2 separate regions of the Sus scrofa genome follow, and region 2 is linked to region 1. Evidence: chromatin contacts called from public Hi-C data. All regions are on one chromosome and are shown on one strand. The core of a region is the stretch at or near the end of the contact, and the rest is flanking DNA. Distances in the headings are between cores, read along the strand shown. Region 1 has its middle 24 kb from the start of CTDP1. Region 2 has its middle 85 kb from the start of CTDP1.

Evidence for each region. Hi-C and Micro-C count contacts between places; a contact is called where the count stands out from the background.
Region 2: a Hi-C map of retroperitoneal adipose tissue shows a contact between it and region 1, with 2.0 times the contacts expected there. The contact joins two enhancer-like sites. A contact is called at or near these places in 12 of 47 Hi-C or Micro-C datasets (blood, embryonic fibroblasts, heart right ventricle and 6 more).

Annotation. Positions count from the first base shown.
Region 1 is chr1:145,832,762-145,839,391 of Sscrofa11.1, forward strand. No RefSeq gene overlaps it. Among named protein-coding and RNA genes, the nearest start is that of CTDP1, 24 kb to the left of the region's middle. Within about 2 kb of position 2,765, at least 2 of the 83 cell types and tissues checked have an H3K27ac peak or open chromatin away from gene starts, as enhancers often do. A contact at or near this core is called in omental adipose tissue and retroperitoneal adipose tissue, where this site is marked.
Region 2 is chr1:145,893,308-145,899,937 of Sscrofa11.1, forward strand. No RefSeq gene overlaps it. Among named protein-coding and RNA genes, the nearest start is that of CTDP1, 85 kb to the left of the region's middle. Within about 2 kb of position 3,529, at least 30 of the 83 cell types and tissues checked have an H3K27ac peak or open chromatin away from gene starts, as enhancers often do. A contact at or near this core is called in omental adipose tissue and retroperitoneal adipose tissue, where this site is marked.

The sequences.
Region 1 (6,630 bases), core at 1,515-4,014:
ACGTGCACTGCGTGGCTCTGGTTTGCATTCTTCCCTGTCACCACACTGGGGCACCATCAGACCTTTAAAAGCACACGTGTAAGCCGTGAGTGTTTCTGTAGGACAGTGTCCTCACATGGAAACGGCAGGACCCAGTTCAATGAACAGGGGAGAGGCTCAGGCTTTAGAGAGGCTGCCATGCTGTGCAGAGTGGGAGGCACTGAGGCCAGGGGTCCTGGGTGGGGCCTCAGGTGGGCTCACCCTGCTTCACTTGGAACAACAGACCATCCTGGTTGCAAGTGTGAGAGGAAGGCAGGGCCTCTCTGAGGTCGTCACACCAACAGCAAGTGGGTGAACCATCCAGCCGGGAGGTGGGGGCCTAGGTGACCCAGAGCTGGGAGGCCCGGGTGAAGGTTTGCAAGGGCACCCCCTTCACTGCTCCCCGCCATTTTCCACCTAGAAAGGGACCTAAGAGTCGTCACTCCTGATGAAAATCCCAGAACCCGGGGCAGCAGCATCAGAACAGCCTGTGGGTCCAGAAGGAAAAAGGCCCAGCAGGAGGTGCTGCTTTTGGCTGGGACGCCACCAGGACACCCGGACGCCGCCGAGGAAAAGCAGACTCAGTGGTCTGGCCTCGGCCGGGAGGCAGAGGTTCCAGAGCTGCCGTCTTCCTCCCTCCCTCTCATCCCCCTGTCTTCCTTTCTCTTCACAGATTTTTATTAGCAGAAAACCGATTTGTAGATGGTGTTGGTTATCAACGTCAAAAACAGTAATTACCAGTACATTTCAATTAAATGAGTTAAATTTACAAATGTGTAAAAAGTAGCTCAGAGAAAGATGAGCTCGCTTATTCAAATACAGTGGAAGCTGGGGATATACCAAAGAATTGACGCAGGATCTCAAAAAGATATGTGTGGTCCCCAGTGCACGGTCCCCTGAGCCAAAGTGGTCTGATGAAGAAGAGCAAAATGCAGTAAAAGACGAGGCAGTGTTGTTTATTGCTAAAAAGGAAGGAGATTCTGATTCAGGCAACAACATGGGTGAGCCTGGAGGACTTGAGCTGAGTGAAACGGACCCGTCACAGCATGTGAGAGACTTGGAGTGGCCAGATTCACAGAGAGTAGAGAGTGTGGCCAGGGCTGGGGAGGGGTGGTGGTGTGTGTAAGGGGGACAGAGTTTCAATCTTGCAAGAGAAGAAGGGTTTTGGAGATGAATGGTGGTGACAGATGCACAACAGTGTGACTGTACTTGGTACTGCTGAACTGTTTTCTTGAACATGGCGAGGATGGTACATTGTATGTGTCTTTTACTGCAATTTAAAAAATGCAGTGGGAGCTCCCCTGGTGGTACATCTTGTTAAGGTTCTGGCACTGTCACTGCAGTGGCTCAGGTTCAATTCCTGCCCTGGGAACTTTTGCAGGCTGTGGGTGCAGCCAAAAAAAAAAAAAAAAAGATTAAAAAAAAAAGAGTCAAAATTCAGGGAAGGAGCTAACCATTATCAGAAGGACCAGCCCTGTGGTGAAGCTGCCTTTGGTCCTTTGAAAGTGAGGACTGCTTTGGACTCATCAGTCTGCAGGCCCAGTCCCCCTCCCCTGGCAGACAGATAAAACGTGACACACAACAGAGTTGCCAGGACCCCTCTTTCAGGTGCACCCCGCGGGGTGTCGAGCCGCAGCGTCCCTGGGGTGAAGCTCCACTCTGCACTCCACCCTTGGCCTCATGGGGGCCACAATATTCATGCCCTTTCCTGTACTTTTCCCTCCGCATTCCATCCATCCCATGAGGGAATTCGTGACGTTCTTTACGTAGATGTCACTCTTTTCTTCCCGTCCCACACAGAGGGACCCTGAGCTAGAGGTTAAGGTCTTTTCCTCCCACTCAGACCCCAGTGGGTCTGGTCCTGCGGCGACTTGGGCTCAGGCCTGTCTCCCCACGATCCCTGCCACGATGCACCTCTTGGGCGGGAGAGAGTGTCCTGAGAGCCTCTCCAGCCCTTCAGAAGCTTCTCCTTAGCCCACGTGACCGGGTTGGAGAAGGAAAGAAAAGCAGTTAGAACAACACAGCAGGAGGGGCTCTAGAGGTGCAAGGCCGGGCAGCCCACCCGGCTTACACTGACCCAAAATAAGTGCCCTTATAGACACTTCTCAAGAGATGTTTTCACCCAAACGTTTAAGCCTATCACAGCATTTTAGGTCAGAGTTTCTAATTTAGAGTCCAGACATGGGCAAAGATGCATGGCAGAGCAATGGGAGTTGAACAGCACCTTCTCATTTTGTTTATTTATTTATTTAAGATTTTTATTTTTTCTATTATAGCTATATTTTTTCTACTATAGTTTCTATAGTTATATAGAACGTCTATCATACTTTCTCATTTTAAAAAGATAACATTTTTCACAAGGTTGGGACAATGCCGGGGGACCAGCCCAGGCCCCTTCTTTTCTGGTTCTGGCCCAGAGAGGCAAGGCCACCAATAGGAGGCCTAGAGAGGCAGCTCCCCAGAAACCTCTTGAGAAAAACCTGGAAGCTGCCCAACTTCAGAGCCCTTAAAAGCAGCGGCTTAGAACCTGGTGGACCAGCACATGGAAGATAAGTTTTTGTCTGAGCGCCACTCCAGGCTCTGGGATATGACACTGGTGTGGCCCCTCCCCCACATCTGGGGGTGTCACCAGACCAGAGTGGACATTTTTCCTGCCAGAGGCCACATGCAGGCCTCGGCCACTTGGCCAGGCAGCTGTGTCTCCCACTCTGGGTTGTCAGAAGCCAGCAGGCCCAGCCTCTCCCAAGTCTTCCAAGAACAGGACCCCCCAGAGCACCCCCCCAGCCAGCGCCTTCACTCCTTTGCACACAGCACAGCCGCTCAAGACTGTTCTGTCCCCACTCTGTGTGTCGAGTGAACAAGCTGGAGCAACTTCACAGAAGATTAGACCAAGAAATGCTTTTCCACCTGGAAAACAGAAATCAGACTGTCTCCTAAGCGGCTGGCCTCTTACCCCCGGGGGCACAACAAGAAAGTGCAGCAGAGCAGACCAGACCCGGGCCAGGTAGACAGCCTCTCCTTCGGGAGACACCGCCCAGTGGCTGAGCTGTGCCGGGTGTTTGGCCCCATGGAGCCTGCCTTCTCTGGGGCACATCCAGGAGAGGCACCCTTTGTGAGGTCATGTCCTGGTTCCTCTTTGTTATTAAATCTTAGCTTGGCCTGATGCAGCCATGACAGGGGCCCCCTGCCATCACCCTTGGCTGCTCTCTGCGCTCCCCCAACCCTGCCCTCCTGTCTACCCCAGCTCACAGAACACTCCCTCCTGGAGCTTGTGTGCAGATCTGATGCTCACATGCCCATCCTGGGAGGCAGCACAGACACAGAGATCAGCCCTGGCCTGGGAGCAGGGCAGCAGGATCCTGGCAGGATGGGCAGCCAGACATTAGCCTGGTTTTCCCGCTGGGTCTCAGAAATGCAAGCAAGAGGTGGGACAAGGAGGATCAGGTCACCAGGACCAGCAGATGTGGACCGAGGTATGGACTGTCCACACCCGCTGGTCCTTGGGGCCAAGGGTCTGCGGGCATCAGAGAGCTGTGCTCCTGCTCCGCCCTTGCCCTGGAGGTCCTGGATGGCTCTGTCTGCCCTCGTTTCCCTGCAGTCTGCCCTCCTTGGCGGTGGCGGTGCCCTCAGCAGAGGAATACTGGTGATCTGACCTTCCTCACTGGCCCCTCCTCATCATCTTGGCTCTGGGAGCACCGGGCGGCTCCAGAACTCCAGGCCCATCCGCTGGGACTCCTGGGGTCATTTCATCAACACCCAGGTCTTGTCAGGGCTCCTGCTCCCCTGAGGGTGCAGCATGGGTGACCTGGGTAGTTTTCATGTCGGCCCTATGGGGTGACCCCTGCTCACGGTGGGCACTGGGGGCCGGACGATGATGGGCTGCAGGAGTGAGTGCATGTGGGGGGCCAGGAAGGAAACCTCCTGGGAAGAGATGGAGGGGAGGGGTTGGAAGTGCAGCCAGCAAAGCGTCCAGCCCTTTACTTCCTTGAGCTTATTTCATGTTTTACAGAGAGTAAATTGGAGCACATAAGTTATTTTCCCTGAAAGTAGAATTCTGCCTCAAGATGGCCTGAGCCTTGTACTTGAGAGTTTTGCCCTAAACAGAAGTTGTTCCATATATGTTGACGCTGTGGTATCACCAAAGCCCTGGCAGGGAGCAAGCCTGTCACAGAAAAAGGATGTGATCCAGCCCTTTATAAATACCCACCTCCATGTCTGTCCTATATTTGCATCTTCGTTCAGATTTTGGGATTTTTTTTTTTTTTTTTTTTTTTTTTTTTTTAGTGTCAGAATTCTCATTTATTTTACTTCTACTTTTACTTTTCTGGACTCCATCATACTATTAAGAAATATTTTAAAATACAAGTATAAACTAATATTGAGTGTAATTTACCTTAGCTTCCTTAAAAGCCCACCATCCCGTGGAAACCTGCTCCCATGCATCAGGAGTAGGAAAATATTGTGAGGTCTGGTGGACAACACACAGGACAAACTGCTCTCCGGACACTGACTGTGCCTCGGAAAGAGGAAGTGTTTGAGCCCTGCAGGCCTGGGGTCCTTGGACATGACTCACCACCCTTGTGGCTGGGCATAGGTCCGCCTGGAGACAGAAGCGCCTCCGGGAGGGACTCCGGGTGGTGTGGCGGCCACAGCACAATGTCTTCCCCATCCACCTCTCTGTTTTGGCTTTAAGTTTATAATCCCCCTGCCCAAAAGCATTAAAACACACATGAGGAGTTCCCATGGTAGCTCAGCATGTTAAGAACCTGACTTAGTATCTGTGAAGACGTGGGTTTGATTCCTGGCCTCACTTAGTGGCTTAAGGATCCAGCGTTGCCGTGAGCTGTGGTGTAGGCCAGCAGCTGCAGCTCCAATTTGACCCGTAGCTTGGGAACTTCTATATGTCCGCAGTGCACCTGTTAAAAAAAAGAAAGAAAGAAAGAAAAATTTACTCACATAAAAGGACAAATGAGATTAAATTTCAGCATTAACAAAAACTGATCCAAGGTACTCCATGTTCCTGGACTCAGACACTAGCTGAGCTTTGAGCTCAGGCTCTAGAAAGAAGCCTGCCATTCCCTCAAGTCTCAACTTGGAGTGATGCTGCCGGCCACCCACTCCCACCTTTTCCTTCATCCTCCCCACCCCTGGCCCCAGCCCTGTGTTGCTGTGAATTTGGGTTTGAGGAGAGCCTGCATCAGCTGTGTGGCAGGTGCAAGACTGAGCTCAAAGCAGGGTCTGGAGGCCTGGAGAGGGCAGTCACCCCACCCTGGAGCTTCCACCTGGCCACTGAAGCTCTCTATGGGGCTGACCGCTGCTCCCACCAGCCGGGAGTCTGGGGCTGGTGCCGTCAAGGGGCTGCAGTCCCACAGTAGCAGTGAGTGGTGTCCGCAGGAGCAGAAGGCCTTTCTCTTCAGGACAAGACTTGCTACAAGACCACCCACCCAGCAGTGAGCAGCCCAGAGCCTTAAAGGGTCTGTAACCGGTTGGCGGTGACAGCCAGCCCAACTGCCCTGAGCAGGCCACAGACTGGCAGCCTGGAAGAGTCATCCAGGCCCACCATGTGCAGGGGACACAGCAGGACCTCAGTTCCAGGGGACAGTCAGGAGGCAAAGTCAATGTCTGTCCAGTGGGAAATGAGTTGCCTCGAAAAGCAACCAGGTTGCCGGAGTGCAGGGCAGGGCTGTGGGTTTAACAGGACAGACATGGAGAGGGTCACTGGGAAGTGACTTTGAGGGGAAGGCACATGGGTGTCCCAAGCAGGAGAGACTTGCTGGTGTGCTGGGCTGTGCACCTGGCGTGGGACCCAGAGTTGCTCTGCCACAGCCCAGCACGTGGACGTCCAGAGCTCCTGAGAGACATGGCAGATCAATGGTGTTTTCCTGGACCCGGATCGCAAAGGCCGATTAGACTTGAAGTAACTGATGAACTTTCCACATCCCACCAGCATCTCCTCCTCCCTGGGAGACACGAGAAGACAATTTGATATTAATTATTAATATACTCATTTCAAGTGAAGCCTCCCTAAGGATAATAGCAATGATAATAAAGACAGGTGACATTTATTGAGTTATCCGGCCGGCACTGCTCTCTCCATCAGAGGATGATATCTCTCAGGTCAGCGTTTATTTTAAACGTATCGAGTGTGTTCTTAGAGACCAGGCTTCATCTTTCCAGGGGCACTTGCTCCATCTCCAAGCTGCTTTCAGCAGTTCCTCCATCTCTGGGTTACCAGCTGCTCTGGCTGCCTTTCAGGTATTCACAGCTGGCGCCTCTGCCCAGCCTGCCTCCACCCCGTGTGCACAAGGCACAGACCCAGCAGCACTGTCACCACACCTCTGCCTGCAGCAAGCCCACTGCTATCCTGGCAGTTTCCACATCCTTAGATTTGAGGATTCTCGCTGGAATCTTCTGAGGCATGATGCCCTGCCGTCTTGACTTCCAGCCTCCAGCCTTGCTCTTGAGCCCAAGACCCACTCTGTCTCCCTGTCCCCCAGGACACTGCAGCCCCTGCCCCGGCGGCACGTCTCTGTAGGATCAAGTCAGGTGTCCGCCTGGAGACCACGCCTCCAGTTCCAAGGAGCTGTTCTCCATTATTGCTTGATTTCCTCT
Region 2 (6,630 bases), core at 2,279-4,778, 61 kb after region 1:
TGTGGGACAAGGATGAGCAGATGCCAGCAGGAGGGGGACGGAGGGGCTGCTGATTGGCACAGGGGACATGGGCCGGTGGAGGAGTGTGAGGTGGGAGGGAAGGATGTGCAGGGCAGCTGGAGCGCCTACCAGGGCAGCAGGCTCTGCCCATGGGAGGAGAGATCCACAGAGCCCAGACTAGCGATGGGGTGGGGCTGGGGTGCAAGGCTCAGTTAGAGCCAGACTGGGCTGGAAATAGGGAGGCAACAGGGGTCTTATGAGGCTTTCTCCCAAAATGAGGATTGGAATCCTTGAGAGGCAGGGGAGAAGGAGGCTGGGATGAGCAGAGATGATATAAGTGCTGGGTAGAGAAGAGGGGACTCTCCTGTTGGGTCTGTACTGCAGCACCTCATGGAGCAGGGCCAGGCTTGGGGGGTCTGGAAGCTGGCGGTCTGGACTCACGACACAGGTGTTTGGGGTGAGGACCACAAGACTCCCCCTTGAACCTGGATTCCCCCTGACTTGCTGGTCACTCAGCCACGGCTCCCTGAAGGGGCCTCACCATGGTCTGTGCCTGGAGCTCCTGCTGCTGCCCAGGCTTCCCCAAATCCACAGGGATGTGCCTGGGAGCCCTCAGCCTGACCGCAGCCTAAGCACCCTGCCTTGCGGAGCTGCGAGCCAGAGGCAGGGCTCTGCCTTTGTTGAGCGAGTAGCCCCGATACATTGCACGTGCCTTCTCAGAAGGCCTCGCTGTGGGGTGGCTGGCCCACTAACATGGCTGGGCAGCCTCTGAGGTCCCTCTCCCTCATGTTCACAGCCCCCCGCCCCCCTCCCCGCAGTGGTCTGGGCTCAGTAACTTCCCGAAGGACTAGGACACATCAAAGTGGCAGATGTCCCTGCAGAGACTAAGTGGGACAATGTCTCGGGGCATCCTCCCTTGCTCTCCAGCTTGAGGGAAGCTGGTGGCCTCCTGGGGAGACATAGATGGCAAGAAGCCAAGGTCTCCTTTCAACAGCAGCAGGGACATGAGCCTGAAAGAGGAGGCCTACTGGATTGAGCCTTGAGTGCACCCCACCTGCAGTCCGTGAGGACCCAAGAGCCAGGTGGCCCTTATCTCCAGAACCAGGGAGATTAAGCTGGTAAAGCAAGAAGACCATTCCTTGGTGACAGTCAGCTAACCAACACGTTAAGGACCTTGCTCTGGCCCCCCTCCTGTTCCATACCCGCCATGGGTTCACATTCCTCAAGAACCACCTTCCAAAGCCTGTCCTGTGCTCTGCTTTGGAGGAGGAACCCAGGCTATGATCCCTAGCAGTCAGAGAAGGAAGCATTTTTTGGCCTTTGCTTTTGTCAACTTACTAAGAAGGACAATGGTTACACTTTCGAAAAGGGTTTTAAACAAGATCTAAAAGAAAAAAAGACTCTCCAGTCAATTACAAATAGCCAGAAAATCCAGTTAAACAACATCCATTTGATTCAGGGTTATGTTCTATTTCCTACACACTTTCAGATTCTCTGGATGATTTTAGCACCATCTCGGGGAGCTCCATTTCCATGTGAAACAGAGTCTCTAGGTTATTAAAAGTGCCTCTGTGAAGAAGTGCAGGAGATATGACTTTTCCATCAAGGAAGAAACGACAGCAGCACAACCTGACTCTGACTGTCCAAGCTAGGAAGTCAGGCTGCAGAGAGAAGGGAATGAATGCCGAGGTCAGTCAAGGGTGAGAGGGGGAGCCTGTCAGCCCCACAGGCAGCAGGAAGAGCTGTGGCGTCCAGCCCTGACCAGGCAGAGAAAAGGCAGGTCTGGTTCCAGTAGTCACTCGACAGAGCCTTCAGGATCTGGCGTCTCTGAGCATCCTGCTCCAGGTGTCCTCTTGGCTTCGGGAGCCAGGCAACCCCTTTTCATGGCTGGCTGCCGGCGGTCACCACTCATGGGCACCCAGATTGTTGGGAATTATCCTCTACAGGCGTGGAGGATGCCTGGTCAGCTCCGCCTGCGGGACTTCCCAGGCCCCATCTCAGGCCCGCAGGGAGCTGGCCAGTCAGCATCCCTCAGCGCTTCTCCCCACCCTCCCCCTACCCCCAATTAGTGCTGCCTCGGGGTGAGGAGGCCTCACCCTGGAAGCCTCAGAGCTGCCCTGGCCAGGGAGATCCCGAGCCAGGCCCTGTTGGTCGGAAACCCACTTCTGCCTGCAGATCCACCTCGTGGCTCCCCAAGGCCACTCCCTGAGCCAGGCGGGGAGGTTCTTCAAGGAGGCAGCACACCCTCCCCCAGCACACACCCGAGACTGGGCTGGGCCAGATCTCAGGCCAACAGGAGCCTCCCAGTCCAGGCCTCTGGGCCTCTGCCCACTTCTCTCTCCAGCCACCAGGCCTCCCAAGCCTCGGACCAAGTGGAAACAATGCAGCTCTTTTGGCAGCAAAAAAGAAGGGGAAAAGGGGGAGGAGGGGGAGGGCAAGCAGACATCATTTGCCCCTGGGTGGCAGGGCTCCAATGTGGAAGCCCCCGTCTGATCCCATCTCCTGGCAACTTCAAAAGAACTGTCAATTCAGGAGCTGGGAATAAATCAAGAAACGGCTCTGTGTTTGCAGGAACAGCAAGTGTTCTGAAACGTGCTTTCCACCCGCCACTTAGCATTTAGGAAGATAAACAAGGTGTGGTTTAAACAGCAGTTTTAATACTCCTGGGTCCCTCAAAGTATTTCACAGAGGATTCAGTTAGATGCCCTGGGGCAGTAACTTTTCAGAGAGGGGTGGGCTTGGTCCAGGGACTGCCTCGGCCTTCTGAAGTTAACCCGTCACCTTCCAAAGGGCCATGAAGGTGAAATGTCCACCTGGCCGGTCAGGGACTCGCAGTTAAACGGGACCCTGCGCTGCCTTTGGACTTGGCTAGCCCCTTGGTTTTCAAGCCAAACTGTCAGACACATGAAACTACTGAGCAAACGTGGGGAAGCGGCCTTGCTCTGCTTTTGGCTGCCGCTGCCATGCTCACGGCCTCTGTTTTCCACGCCAAGTGTGGAGGCCACAGTGCCAGACACTCAAGTATGGGGAGGGATTGTAACCCGGAGAGTCATCCACTTCAACCCACACATTAAAGTGAAACTGGAATTTCCCAGGGTCCTCAAAGGCAAAGTAAGCTCTCTCGGATGCCATCGTTTTCAAGGAGGTGAGGACGGTAGGATGTTCAACCCTGAGGCTTGAAATTCCACCATCAGCATCTTCCAGCCTTTAGCGGAAGGCAGAAAGGCAGAGGCCTCACCTCATGTGTCTTAACGTGATTGACTGGCAGTGGTTCCTACAGCGCCAGGTTCACGATTGTCTGGGCTCAATGGGAAAGGATGCTGGGATCAATTAGTGATGTCTGCCGTGGGTACAGAGGAGGAGGGGGTAGGTAGCATGCGGTGGAAACCCAGCTGTTCTTGGGAGCAGCAGGCCTTGGGAAGCTGCCAGCCACTGTGCTCCACACTGTCTGAATGGTTTGACAGAGTGAGGACAGCACTGGGAGGCCACAGGGCACCTGAAGGAACAGAAGGGACAGGAGGAGGCTGGGGCTATAAGCCCTAAGTGTGTTCTTGTTTACGCCGGAGACTTGCCACAGGGTTCAGGGTGTCAACCCTCACTTGAAACAGGCATGAAACTTTACCGCAGTTAACAGGAAAACGTGGTCACGCGGCACAGGCCACGCCCCCCCGGAGGAAGGGGCTGGAGCAGGGCCTCTCTCCCAGCCCTGCTTTCTTCCAAATCAGTCACGGCAGCTTTTCACAGCCGCCATCCCCTTACTAGCTTGTTCATCCATGCACTCATTCAGCAATCAATAACGGAGGACTGTCTGAACAGACACAGGGCCCTCACCGCGGAAGCCAAAGTCAAGGCAGTCAGCACCTGTGTGCTTCTGCGTCTCCGTGGGAAGATGGGTCGGGCCAAGTCGGCTTGGAAGAAGAGGGTTTCCCAGGGCTGGACAGGGTGATTCAGTGGGCGGTGCCCATGCCCCTGAGTCACGGAGCCGACGCCCCACGTGGCGCTAGTCTCATCCGCTAAAGGTTGCTCCCGAGGTGTGACTGTTGAAACTCGGCCCCAACAAATGTCGGAGGGAGGCCCAGCACTTCCTTGGCCTGATGTTAAAGTCACGAGACAAAAGTCTAAAGGGCCTTTGGCAAAATTACGGTGAATTTCCATGCCTCTTGCTCCCTCCACTCCCCAGGTGTTGCTGTTAATCCCGTGAAAGCAGCTCCTCCGCCAGCCCTGGGGAAGCAGGGCCCCTGCGCCCCGCACGGCCCCCCTTGCTCACCGCTCTCCCCCCTCCGGTGACAGACGCAGCGCCGCCTGCCTGGACCCACGCACGCGCAGAGGGCTTCCAGATGCAACGCCCAGTCCAGCTCCTCCGAGCTGGCGCCAGAGAAGCCCTTCCTCCTGGTTGAGACCCAGCGCCTCCTCGACACTCGTGGTCTGCCACGGGGGTGTGCTGGGGGCTCTGCGGGGGGCGGCGGTACCCCACGGGGACTGACCAGGGAAACATGGTTACCTGCTATTGATCAGCTTTTCCTGTAGAGTCAGTTTGGGGTCTTTGCGGCCTCAGCCGTGGGGCTCAAGCAGCCGAGGCGGAAGCCACCCTCTGCAGACCTATCCTTCCCACGGTCAGCGAGCCCTCGGGCGGGACTTTCCCTGGGTGGCCGGTCAGGCAGGCTTCTGGACTCTTTTGTGGCTGACATGTCTCTGGACGAGGGCAGGCAGACCTGCATGGGGCCTGGTGACCACAGACCACACCTTCCAGGGCACAGCGCAAAAGGATTCAGAACAAAAGCAAGAGGGAGTGTTCAGCTGTTGTGCTGAGCCCCAGGCAGTGGGGGCCAGGTTGGCTTCTAACCCTAGAGCGAGAGCATCCAGCTGAGTGACCAGAAGTTTCAAGGATGTCCCTGTACTTTCTAGCCCAGAAGAGCCAGTGCTCAAGCACGGAACCCCCATCCCCCTCTAAAAACCGGGCGCTTGCAGTGACCCTTGGGTGGGCTCAGGCCCCAGGCTGGCTGGGTGGACCTGCCTCAGGCAGCCAGCAGGGCCCACCCTCCTTCTGGAATTTGCAAGATAATCCTGTGCTGCAGTCCACTTCCTCTGGTAAAATGAGGGTTTTAAAGGAAGACCACAAGGTAGAACATGCTTCTGTTCCATCACCTGCTGCATAAGCGGGAAGGGTTTTCTTTTGCTCCACAGGTGCAGAGTCTTGTTACCAAAGAAAGGGTCAGTCTCTTCTGTCTGGGTGCCGAGAAGGAGGGAAGGTTAGAGAGGGGCCGAGGCTGAAGCTGGTAGAACCTTGACCCAGTGAGGCTTGGGCAGAGGAGGGCCGGTGTGGAGGGAGTGAGAGGACCCAAGCAGGACACCAGCTGGCTGGTCTGACCGACTGGATGTCAGGTGAGCAAAGCCACCGGCCGCCCTTTGACCTCCATCAAGGGGCGGAGGGTCACCTCCCCAGAGGCACTCGTTCAGGCTCTGCCCTGTGGCCCCAGAGGCACCCTTCTCTGTGAACAGGACTCGCTCAGAGGAGGTCATGCTGCACAGCGTGGCCCTGTGACCACAGAGACAAAGATGGAGGAGCCCTAAGACTTCAGGTGGCTACCAAACACCGGCAGAGGCCTGGACAAGAGTGTCCCACACGGCTCAGGAGGAGCAGGTCTGCCCCACCTCCACCCCCACCCACCCACACTGGGCCTGTAGACTGAACATCAGAGTTGTCTGAGCTGTGCAGGGTGGGGACTTGGAGACTGCTGGCGACCCCAGGAGACCAGCAGTCCCTCTTCCTGCCTTTTCACCACCCTTTAAAGATCTGTCAGGCACCTGGGTGTGGGGCACGGTGTGCCCATGTAGTTTACAACCATGCTCATTGCAGCCATTTTGCCAGAGTTACTGGGCGGTTCCCTGCAGGAGGCGCTGGAAGGAACAAGCTGGTGAGAATGGGCAAAGCAGCACCAAAAAGAGGAGAACTGAGCCCTTGGTTTGCACCTGAAGATCCGGTCAGAGGGCGGAGGACCCAGGACGGAGAGAGCACTTTGATGCTTGGCTTAGAGGCACCAACTGTTTTAAGGCCCCCTGAGTGTGGGTGAGGCTGTGTTGGCCAGCAGAGAGGAAGCCTAAAGGGTATGACTTCTAAATACAGACAGAAACACTTGTCACATTGAGGATGCTGTGTGGCCCATTGCATGGCCCGTCGCTAGGTGTCTGCGACTTTGAAGCTTTTGGAGGCCAGCAAATGGAGGAAGAGGAATGGCGAGTGGGATCCATGCAGTGGGTGTGCAGCCCTCCCTGGCAGCCTGGGCCTATCCACTGCTGCTGAGGCTCATGAGGGTGGGGCCTTCGCGTCTTCTCCGTAATATCATGTCCAGCCCCAGCCAGTCGGTGCTCAGATCGTGCTCAGGACTCACCTGGAGTGGGAGCGGGACGTGGGGTATGCTGACTTGGTCTGCACAGCCACTGCCTTGGGTCCCTCCAACTTCCTTAAGCAACCTCATGGCCTCCTCCAGGTGTTCCAGGGGCCATCCGCCAGCATGGCCATGAGGAAAAGGGATGCGTGGTCCCAGTCTGAGCAAAACCAGACTATTCTGGAGCCCAGAGGGGTCTTGGCAAACACAACTGCTTCTCAGGAGGATGCGGCCTGAGATGAAA